Linked DNA regions of Zea mays: all the other regions are linked to region 2. The links are chromatin contacts, called in public Hi-C maps. All regions are on one chromosome and are shown on one strand. Each heading gives the region's core, a stretch centred on a gene start, on an enhancer-like site or on the middle of the called end of the contact. The rest is flanking DNA. Distances are from core to core; before and after follow the strand shown. Region 1 holds the start of LOC100276928 (Uncharacterized conserved protein (UCP012943)). Region 2 holds the start of LOC100216633 (Expansin-B4). Region 3 holds the start of LOC103627506 (Zinc ion binding protein). Region 4 holds the start of LOC100216724.

What was found. A called contact is a pair of places that touch in the nucleus more often than the background predicts.
Region 1: a contact with region 2 is called in a Hi-C map of tassel, with 2.4 times the contacts expected there. The contact joins the promoter of LOC100276928 here to the promoter of LOC100216633 in region 2. A contact is called at or near these places in 4 of 25 Hi-C or Micro-C datasets (bundle sheath, endosperm, leaf and 1 more).
Region 3: a contact with region 2 is called in a Hi-C map of leaf, with 4 times the contacts expected there. The contact joins the promoter of LOC103627506 here to the promoter of LOC100216633 in region 2. A contact is called at or near these places in 3 of 25 Hi-C or Micro-C datasets (ear, endosperm and leaf).
Region 4: a Hi-C map of leaf shows a contact between it and region 2, with 8 times the contacts expected there. The contact joins the promoter of LOC100216724 here to the promoter of LOC100216633 in region 2. A contact is called at or near these places in 2 of 25 Hi-C or Micro-C datasets (leaf and tassel).

The regions. Positions count from the first base shown.
Region 1 is chr5:196,236,437-196,239,136 of Zm-B73-REFERENCE-NAM-5.0, reverse strand. It overlaps LOC100276928 (Uncharacterized conserved protein (UCP012943)), which reads left to right and starts at 1,357. Exons shown (of 5, transcript NM_001150621.2): 1 at 1,357-1,910; 2 at 2,699-2,700. The coding sequence starts at 1,573.
Region 2 is chr5:196,482,161-196,484,860 of Zm-B73-REFERENCE-NAM-5.0, reverse strand. It overlaps LOC100216633 (Expansin-B4), which reads right to left and starts at 1,272. Exons shown (of 3, transcript NM_001143046.1): 1 at 778-1,272; 2 at 477-670; 3 at 1-141. The coding sequence starts at 940.
Region 3 is chr5:196,322,275-196,324,974 of Zm-B73-REFERENCE-NAM-5.0, reverse strand. LOC103627506 (Zinc ion binding protein) reads left to right here and starts at 1,445. Exons shown (of 2, transcript XM_008647791.3): 1 at 1,445-1,735; 2 at 1,843-2,348. The coding sequence starts at 1,641. The coding sequence ends at 2,134. LOC103627507 reads left to right here. Exons shown (of 7, transcript XR_002262503.3): 7 at 1-433.
Region 4 is chr5:196,689,068-196,691,767 of Zm-B73-REFERENCE-NAM-5.0, reverse strand. It overlaps LOC100216724, which reads left to right and starts at 1,268. Exons shown (of 12, transcript NM_001359488.1): 1 at 1,268-1,343.

The DNA.
Region 1 (2,700 bases), core at 108-2,607, 250 kb after region 2:
AGCAACGTACGGTACGGGGGTGGGCGCTGCGTGCACCACCGAGCAGCGAAATCCCCCCCTCCCGTACGCACCTGGAATGTGGTTTGCTCCTTGGGTGGGAGCCGTGTTTGGCCCTTTGTGGCGAAGGATCTTACGGCCGGGACCCAAATGGCGACGTGGATCAATTCCGTAACCAGAAGCGGAGAAAGCAACGGCTGCGGGTGGCGGCGATGGAAAACCGTTGGTGCACACCAGCTGAAGCTCCATGGTTTCGAATTATCCTGCATCCCCCCCCCCCCCCCCCCCCCCTTTTCCTGCATGCTACTAGTACTTTAACCTGGAAGCATTAGCTACAACTGTTGCTTGTGGATACGAACCATTCTGTTACAGAAACAGATTTTTATCGTTTCTGGGTAAAATCACAAGGGCGGAAAAAAAATAAGGGCTAATTTGGCAACCACATTTTTCAATTTCCCAAAGGAAAATGAACTAATTTTTCTTGGGAAAACGAAAAACCCTTGGAAAAATTTGGTTTCCAAACTAGCCATAAACGTGCTTACCATAATGTAGACTTTCACTTTCAACGACGAGGAGGGACCAGGCAACGCAATTTCGGTCCGAGTTTACTGAAATCTGGTATTTTTTTTCGTTCTCGGTGATTACCGAAACACAGATTTCGGTCCGGGAAGTTATGTTTTTCGTTTTAAAATCTAAAAGTCAAATTTTGGTCAAATAAACGAAATCCAGAACGGTGAAAACGAAATTGTAATCCCTGGGAGGAACTCGTGTCCCTATGAACTATTTTGTTTACACAAATTACACCATACAAATATACTAGAGCATTAAGGTTGTGCATGCATGTATGTGGAGTGAAAATAATTAATGGATCTAAGCTCCTTTAGAACATAGAATTTTCAGGTTTATTTTCACCAGAAAAGAAAGAAAAAAAACAAATCTCACATTCCAAAGGGAACCCTAACTGTCCTTAGTAAAACGATACACAGTTCAATCAAGTTCATAACAAACAGTGATATTCAAGACACCAAACAGATCTAGTATAATATAAAAATATATTCCACAAAAAAACTAACATATCTGTTCTCGAATATTTAGACACCCGTTAATTTTATTTTGAATTAAAACGCGACAAATAAAAAAAGATCAGAGTGAGTATAATATTTAATTGTATATAACATAGGTCAAATTCAAGATATTTTTATTCTTTAATTTCGCTAAGTAGAGTAATTTTTTATGTCAGGTTCTTGATCATGGACATGAAGTTGATTAGCCTCACAAGCTTGCGAGAACAAAAAACTAAATCAACCAATAAACATGACACCCACAACTAGAATTGGGTGTTATGGTGTATCGGTGACCCCTAGCAATACCAATACTCAACCCTTCCGAATATTTCGTCGCAAGATTTTTCGCTAGTGCTCAAAGCTCCAAAGGCCCCAAGACTCCTTCCTGCTCAAACCTTTTTTTATCCATCCTTTTGCGCGGAGGCTGTTGGAGCGTTGGATAGTGCGCGGTGCCGGCGCACTCGCTCGCAGTCCAAGAACGAAGGCAGCCTCTGTTTCCTTCCGACCGGCGATGAGGAACCCGCCGGGCAGGCACCTCCTCTGTCTCAGCAGCCGCGCCGTGCGCTCTTCCTCCTCCTCATCGGCGCTCGGCCCCGGACCCGGCGCTGTTACCTCCGCCGCGTCCCCACGCCCGCGCGCCATCGCGCCCGGGCGGCCCCTGCGCGCCAGTTCCCCATCCCCGCCTTACGCAGTCGCCGCCGCCGCGTACGTGGAGGACGGGGACTGGGAGGAGGTCGTCGCTGGGGGGCCTGGTACTGGGGAGATGGAGGAAGAACAGGACTACAGGGTGGTGTTCTGGTCCCCGCCGACCATAGACGAGGTTACCGGCGCAGTCACCAGCATCCAGCAGTAAGATTTGCCTGCTCACCTCGTTATAGCATTTTTTTTCTTTGCGTACTGTTAGATTTGATATAACTTCTTCTCTTGACATTTCTTGTGTTGGTGACCCGCTTGATTGTCACGACCTAGTTTATGCTTTGTTTACCTGGATTATATTAGAGCTGTTTTTGTCTTTATTTTGATGTGACATGGATAGCTTCTCATGGGGACATGGGAGCCTTGCATGCTTCAGTTCATTGAGCAATATCGTGTAGGTGGTTACCACTCGTTGTCGTTATCATAGTTGTATGCCTGCCATCTTTGGATGGTGTCTTCTTGGTGGGGCAGGGGGTGGGGGCGAGGGATACATGTATAGACATCCGCATGGACTTGCAGAATTGCAGCTAGTCCCATCGGAACAATCCTGCCTGCGCTTCCTGTACCTTGTAATAGACATAGCAGCCCTTGCAGCTGCTGAAAAGCACATCCGAGAATTAGATCCTACTGATGTTGTGTCCTTGAATCATAGGATTGTTCTGGCTACCTTATGGTAGCCCGTATTGTAGGGACTGTTGTAGAAACATTAAACTCACGTCATTATATCCACTTTCAATTAGTAGCAGCTATACGAATAATTACCCCCTCCCGCCCCGCACACTCACACAAAATACATCTATGTCCTCATTTGTTGCGTGAAAACAAACCTTTTTTGCCCTTTAAGATGAATATATAGTAGACCTTTGCTGATTAAATCATAAGGGAGTTACTTATGCATTGATGTTCTTTGCTCCATCTAATCTAGTTGCCGTTTCATTCAGAG
Region 2 (2,700 bases), core at 23-2,522:
CCGCCGCCGCGCTGCATGAGCTCCACGGACTCCAGCTCGCCGTCCCCGGACTCGTACTCGATGAGCACCGCGAAGTAGTTCGGGTTCGAGCCGGCGTCCACCTTGAACGCGATGTCCAGCCCTCGCCAGTTGCACGGCACCCTGCACGCACGCACGCATGCACATGTGGTGGGCGGCACAAAAGGACAAGCGCGAAGAAGTACAGTACAGACGCACGGGGAAAGCCTAGTTTGCTACACAGGAATGTTTGTACGTACGTGCACCCTGCATGCGTCACACACGGTTTCTACGTGCGTTGGTTGGAGGCAAGCTAATACTCCAACGGCATACATGACGGTACACCGCCGAAAGCGATTAGATGCACGCGTACGACACAAAACACAGGTAGTCGTACCGTAGTACGACAGTCCTGCTGCTTAGAAGCATCTGAGCGCGCGCGCGCGGTACGGGCGCGGCGGCGCTGCTAGCTAGCTTACCGAGTGTACTGGATCTTGAGGTGTCCGGCGCCGCGGAGCTGGTCCGCCTGGCCGTCCTTCGCCATGGCTCCGAACGCCGTGCCGCTCAGGTCGAAGTGCACGGGCTCGTCCAGGCACGCGCCGCCGGGGCACTCGTCGGTGAGGACCACGGTCACCGGGCTGCCGGAGCACGACGCGTGCCCGGTGCATTTCACCTGCGCGGCGGCGGCATTATATTATTAAGTAAGTGCGAAGAAGTGCAATAATATTACGAGCCACTCTTAAAGAAACGCTCGCATATGCACGAACCGTCGAACCGTACCTGATAGCAGGCGCCGCAGCCCTTGCCGTTCTGGAAGATGGATGGACTGCCGGCGGCGATCATGGACGAGAACGGCGGCTGGTCGACGGCGTTCTGGTACCCGCATGCACCACCTGCACGGAAAAACCGACGTACACACGTATACCCGGTCCCCGGAAGGCATTTGTTACAGATTCTTTATTCATTTATTTTATTTTTTATTTTTGTTTTGTGTGCAGGTGTAAGGGAAAATGCATGGTTCATGGAAAATTCACGCGCGTCGTCCGGCGGCCGTGCATCTGACTCACCGTCGCTCCCAGCGCCGGTGGCTGCGCCGTACCACGTCGCGCCCGCGTCGTCGGACCACCCGGAGAGCTTGCGGTGGAGCTCGACGGGCGCGCCAGGGCGGAGGAGGCAGGCGACAGCCGCGAGGGCTACAAAGCGACACAGGACCATCTTGGTAGCCATATGGCAAGGAAAAAGGACAAGGCAAGCCGAACAGAGTGTGCTTTTGTGCAGTGGTACTGGTGTGTGCTATCAAAGTGTGCCCCTGTGCCGTCTACTTATAGCCTGCAGATCACTACGAGGTAGGTGGGCCGGTGCACGGCAGTGAGTTCGTAATTGTCTGGTTCGAGTCTGCTGCCCGTAGATGTACCCATTCATGTACACGGCCAAAGTTTCCTTCAAGATTTAAATCTTCCCATCCAAAAAATATACTCCGTCGATTTAAAAATCGAAATAATTTCTAAACTTGTTCTAAGTTAAAACTGTTTTAAGTTTGACCAGAAGTGCACAAAATTTATGACGCCAAGTCAATGTCACTCGTGAAATATAATTTTACAACATACTTGTTAAATACGAATTTGTATTTAATAATTTAGGGATTAAAATATAATAAAAATGTAGTGTCAAAAATTTAAGGTCTATTTGGTTCGCTGACTAACTTGTCACATTTTGTCTAACTTTTCCGTTTAAATTTTGTTTTTTAATTCGAACGACTAACATTAAATAAAGTGTGGTGCAATTACCACAAATCAAACAGGTCTTAGTCCCTAGAAATCAAGCAACCCCAATCTTTCTTCGGTTTAACTGAATCGAAGACAGTCACTTCGAGACAGATTTCTGATGGGAGGTCACCGAGAGCATGATCCTGATCCTGCCTATACACGGTACACATCCCAGCCGGCGTACCTCCGCTCCATCAAGGATGGCAGTCGTATTTCGGTCAGGAGGAGCGAGCGACCCTACGATACGGGCCAAGTCGTTGCCCACCCGACCACCCCGAGACGGCCCCATCCGTTTCAGCCTCCGCAAATCCCAATGGGCCGCTTGCCATCACTGATTCACTGTTTTTGAAAATTTTCACCACTCCGCCACCATGAATCCCTGTAAAGCCTTGTTCGTTATAAGCCCATTCCCTGCCAGGGTCCCAGCCCAGAATGCAAGCCGTGGTGATCTGCTCCGGCGTCCGCTCTGTCTCTCACGGTCTCACCAGCATTCTCATTATTCTTCTTCCGTCTCTTTTACTTGTGTCGTATTTGTTGAAAAACCGTGGGTATTTAAACAGTAGTTTTTAACGGTATTTAGCTAGTTTATCAAATCTTATTTTTCTAAGGGATTCTCATTAGGAAAAATAAATTAATTTCTCTAGAAAAATGAAAATCTCTTGAAAAAACATGGTTGCCAAAAGTTTAGAAACTTAAACCTCCTTCAATATTTTCAGAAATTAAAGATAAAATTAGTGATAGTTTGGGAACCTATTTTACCATGGTATTTCTATTTTCCCAATTGAATTTAGTTCATTTTCCTTGAAAAAATATAAATCTCTTGGGAAAAAGAAGTTCTCAAATTAGCCCTGAGCTAATTTTACCTTAGTCCCCGGTAATCCCGAAGAGGATTTAAATTTTCAAACTAGCCCTTAAGTTGTTTAGAGTCTTTGGTTCT
Region 3 (2,700 bases), core at 196-2,695, 160 kb after region 2:
CAGACGCACCCACTATTGTTACTGAAGGTCAAGATGCACAAGATGATCTGACAACACCACATGCACCTAAGATGTCCAAAAAGATTACTCCAAGGAAGAAAAGCAATTGAACTACCTTATGTATATTCAAAATTAGTGTATTATCCACTATGTTGTGTCAAGAACTATGACTTCAAAATTAGTGTGTCATGAACTATGCTGTTTCATGAACTATGTCTTCAAATTCTGGGAAGTGGAGTGCAGTTTCTTGTATAATTTTGAACATGTCCATGTGCACCTACTCTGCTAATTGTGTCATGGACTGACATGAATTATGTCATGAACTCTGCCAACTGTGTCATGAACTGGGAAGTGGAGTGCACCAACCGTGTCATGAACATGTCCAGTTTACTGCAACTCTGCCAATGATAATAAAATGTCCAGTTTGTAGGACTGTTGATTTTAGTTCATACTATGCAGTTTTCAGATTATAGCTTTAGTTTAGAAAGTACTAAGAATTCTACATTAGAACCTAATCTGGCCACACACCACCGCATGATACTACATCAACACAAAACACATAGGGGTATCATTCAATCCATCTGCACCTAGGATCCTTCCGTTTGCTACGCAGCCTTATATTTATTGATCTAAATATATAAACTATGATGATCTATGAAAGAGCATTTTTTAATTTTGTCATTAAATTTTCTTACTAAATCTTATATAATAATACACTATTCTTTTATGGAATCGACGTGTTTTATTTGAGATTTAATGATAAAGCACATTACAATCTTATATTTTTTGAGGTATATAGACATGTATTTACATATCAACGTATCAATACGCTTATGTATATCAATGTATCTTATTATTATATATTGACTCCGTAGCAACGCACAAGCATACACCTATTATTTTATACTTTTGTTAATATCATTAGAAATGGATATTTACATACCTTAAAAGATATAGTAAGGTGTTCATGCGTCACTAAGATTTTTGATTTCTTTAGTAACGCACATGCATCTTACTATATCTTTCAAGGTATGAAATCATCCATTTTTAGTGATGCTAACAAAATTATAGAATAACAATTATTGTTTTGCGTACTATTGTATTTTATCATATTGATTCCGTAGCAACGCACGGGCATATAACTAGTAATAATATAATAAGCATTATTAAGGAATACTGATTTACTAGTGCAGCGGACCAGACAAATAAACCAGTGCAGGTGCAACCGACGACTCATTCCCCACTTTACACCTTGCACGCTCGTATAGGCACAGGGACACGTGGACCGTCTCCGGCCTCGCCCTGCTCCGCCGGCCCCACAGCTCCGCCGGCGACCTCACACCTGGCCACCTGGGTGCTGGGGGGCCCTCCCATCCGACGATCTGATCTCCTCCCCCCGTCCCTCCCTCTCCTTCCATCCGCATATCCTCTCGTTCATCAGTATTTAAGGGACCTGTACACGTTCCGGCGGCTTGAGATTCGCCGCTCGATCTCCTGCGCTGGCTGCCATCGCGCGCGAACGAATCTATTTCTCCTCTCCCCGGCCGGCCTCCAAGGTAATATATTTTAATTATATCGTCATCCATTCAACTCCACACGAGCTAGGAGGACGCCCGGCCTCGTCCCCGTCCGTGTCGTCCATGGACGGCACCACCGTGTGCTCCATGTGCGGCGACGTCGGGTTCCCCGACAAGCTCTTCCGCTGCGCCCGCTGCCGCCGCCGCTTCCAGCACTCGTACGTACGCCCTTTGTCGAGTAGTAAGCTGTACTCCTCTCGGTAACATATCAGACTAATCATGGCCCGCCGCCGTTTCGTTCCTTCCAATGCATGCATGCGCGCAGCTACTGCACCAACTACTACGGCGCCGCGGCCCCGGCGCAGGCGGGCGCCGGCGTGTGCGACTGGTGCCTCAGTGACGACGTCGTCAGCGGGAAGAAGCGGCAGTACTCTTCGGCGTCGGGATGCAGCAAGCGGCATCCGCAGGTGGAAGAAGCAGACTGGAGCACGCAGCAGCCGGCGTTCCCGCCCAGCAGCGGGTGCAGCAAGGGCGCCGGCAAGGTAACCGGCAGCGAGCAGGCCGAGGGTGGCCGGAGGCCCCGCAGGTACAAGCTCCTCAAGGACGTGCTTTGCTAGTTAGCCAGGTGCTCGTACGTCGTTGTACTATGTACTGTACGAAACAATGTTTTCTACTCTAATTAGTAGACAGGTAAAACTAGGTTACTAGTAGCTAGCTGGTTTAATTAGTTTCATCTTTTTTAATTACCTTAGCTTCGTCCTTGTACGAGCGAGTGTAGTTTTGCGTGTTGTGAAAAGAGACGCTTTGGCTACTATGCATGCATGTGCATAATTAAGCTAGCTGCTGCCCTGCTTGTCGAGCGAGACTTTTCTTGTGATCACATGCATGCGTGTACGTTGTGTTTGAGCCCGAGTATCACGTCGTCAAATGCATGCGCTTGATCTTGCGTATCAACAACCCATGGACCATGCATGGTCAGTCGAGGGGCGTACGTACGTACGTCACTTATTGCTTCCGTAAGATCGATCTTTTGACTAGAATGTCGATGTGACGACTACGAGGTATGTTTATTTGGGATTATAGTCTACTATTATATAATCTAATATATTTTGAACTAAGTGTTAGTTCAAAATATGTTGGATTATATAATTTGAACTGATTATAATTTCAAACAAATAAGCCC
Region 4 (2,700 bases), core at 19-2,518, 210 kb before region 2:
CCGAGAGGAGGTGGTTGTTTCCTTCCTGGCGCCCGCGCCCGCGGCGAGGGTGGGCGGCGGGCCACGCCATGGCCCATGGCGAGGTGGACGCGGATGGCGTGGTGAGGACTGGGGTCTCCACCGCGGCGGGCCCGGCGCGTCGACGCTGATGCGACGCCAGCTCCGTGCTGAGAAGGACGCGGCTACGGTTGAGGGTGACGTGGGTTGTGTGGTCCTACTGTCAGTGGTGGGCGACACCCTCGGCGCTTTTCCAGTGGGCCCGCTCTGAAGGCGGGCTACGCGTCAGCCCGGTGGGTGGTGGCGTGCGGTTTCCAACAAAGTGCTGGGCGCACACCAGCTGCCTTCCCTGCCTGATTTCTCCATCTCTTTGTTGTGTCAATGGCTCAATGCATGAATTTTCATGTAGACCATAAAAACTATATATATATATACTATAAACATACGAGTTAGCTGGAGTAGAATATAAACCTTTAAAACTAGCACGAGCTCTCAACCGCACACAAAGAGGAGGACATATCCTGTGCAATCACTCATTTTGGTGCAAGCGTGCAATCAAACTATCCAGAGCATCCAATCTAAATTCAACAGTTTCATATGGAAGGGGTTAAAAGTAAAATATGTACTATGTTTAGGTGGAAGGGGTTAAATATAAAATAACAGTCATCATTAGATCTAGATTAGATGCACCAAACCGCTTGATTGCACGCTTGCACCAATATAAGTGATTGCATAAGATATTTCCTCCGCAAAGAGTGCTCTACAGTTTAGTGATGTCATTGTAATGGCTACCGAAGGACATAACCGTAGGTGCAAACTACATACGGTTTGTTTCAACTCAAGTACTCAACACATTCAAACATATGCACATATTTACTAATGACGTCTTTCTATGGTATTTTTCCGTGCATTAAAAAACTACCATAATATACTTACATGATGTCGGGTACATATAGTCGATATGGTTATGCTTAAGAATTAGCATAGATAAATAAGATAGCGAACCATGATTTTTTTAAAAAAAATATTCAACACAAAACCTTCTACTACAATAAAAGAAGAGTTTTTAGTATAAAACTATCTATAAAATAAAGAAGATTTTTTCCCATCGCGTACGCAAAATCCTGTGGGCTCCAAACGGAGTGTTCCTAACAATTACCGTATAACGGAATAAGCTGGCGTTAGTGAATTCTTCAAAGATTTCTCCTCCTCCTTCCTTTCTCTTTTTCTATATATAGCCCCTTGCATGGACGCCATTCTCCCGTCCTCCGTTCTCCTCTTCCTCTCTCTCTCTTCTCTCTCTCTCTCTACGGATTGCCTCACACGCATCTCGCGTGCAATTCAAGGTGTGCATCTCTTCCTTCTAGGATCCTTTATTTTCGCCCATCTTGATTATTTCGTTTTGGTATGCGATATTTGCCCCCCCATGTTCTTGGGGGTTCGTCCATGTTTATTTTCTTGAGCAAGATTTGGGGCACAAAAAGTGCACAAACGACTAAACTACAATGCCCCTCCCTGCGGAACAAGAGGTGCATTATTTCTGTTTGTGGCGAGAATTTGGCTCAATTATTTGATGGTTCTCATGTAGGTCCGCAGAAAACATGTGAAATTTGCCGCAAGCCTACAAAAAATGTGTCAAATCTGAAAATTGCTTAAAAATATCTCATGGCTAGAGCTTGTTAGAGGGACCCAAACCCCCCGACAGTTCTTGGAACAACCTACCAGCTGTTGATCTACAGCTACCCTAGTGGGAAAAAAGGGAGATGCTGCTGTTGTTTTGTTTGTGCGTGACTGCATTCAAAGGCACGCACCATGTCATTCTCTTCTCTTTTTTTTTTATTGAAGAAGGGGGCCATTCTCTTTACTTGACCGGCCTGCTGCTCCTTCCTTAACCCCTTTGAAGTCTCTTGTATTCTTCTTGGCCTCTTGACGGTAAAATTCATTCTGCACACGCCGTATAGCACGGATGCGTGCATTAGGATTCGTCACCACGCGTACACAACGACCTGTGCCCATTTAACGAGCTAGTGGTTGTTTTCATTCTTCTCCGTGTGCCTGTTTCCTCTCAAAAGAAGTCAATATGCCAACGTTCTCACCTAATACTGTACCGTACTATTTTGCAAGTAATTCGTGAAACATATTCTTCTTCTTTTTAATATAAAAATTCACATTACATCTTTCTCAACAAAGACTCGCACTCCGCAGCATGACGTTCTTGTGCTTACATCACATTTTTACCATAACATATATACAACTGACGTTATTCCCATATATGCTTCATATCGCAGCTTAATTATAGCAATACAACTGCTTCTCCATGGTTGGTCGCACCTATTAAATTGCATACTGAACCTAGTGTTAGGTTTACCTACCATAACTCTAGCTAGGTCAGAACACTCATCATCAATACATTAATAAGCTAGCCATGGGCCCAAGCACACATGGCCACAGTGATTAGGGGAACATGTAATTATGCTAATCCCTTTCTCTATTGCTGTAAAACTGTATCTATAGTCAACCCTTTTTTTGAAACTTCAACCAATGAATGTAACATGTTTCCTATGACACCACGATTTTCCAGCATATATTTCACCCCCCTAAACTGTGTCAAAAGTGTGCACTACTACACGTGCCGTGCTAATGTCCAAAATAAAGAACAAAGCAGGAGAGAGTGCATGCTTAGGCTAAGTCGCTAACTGCACT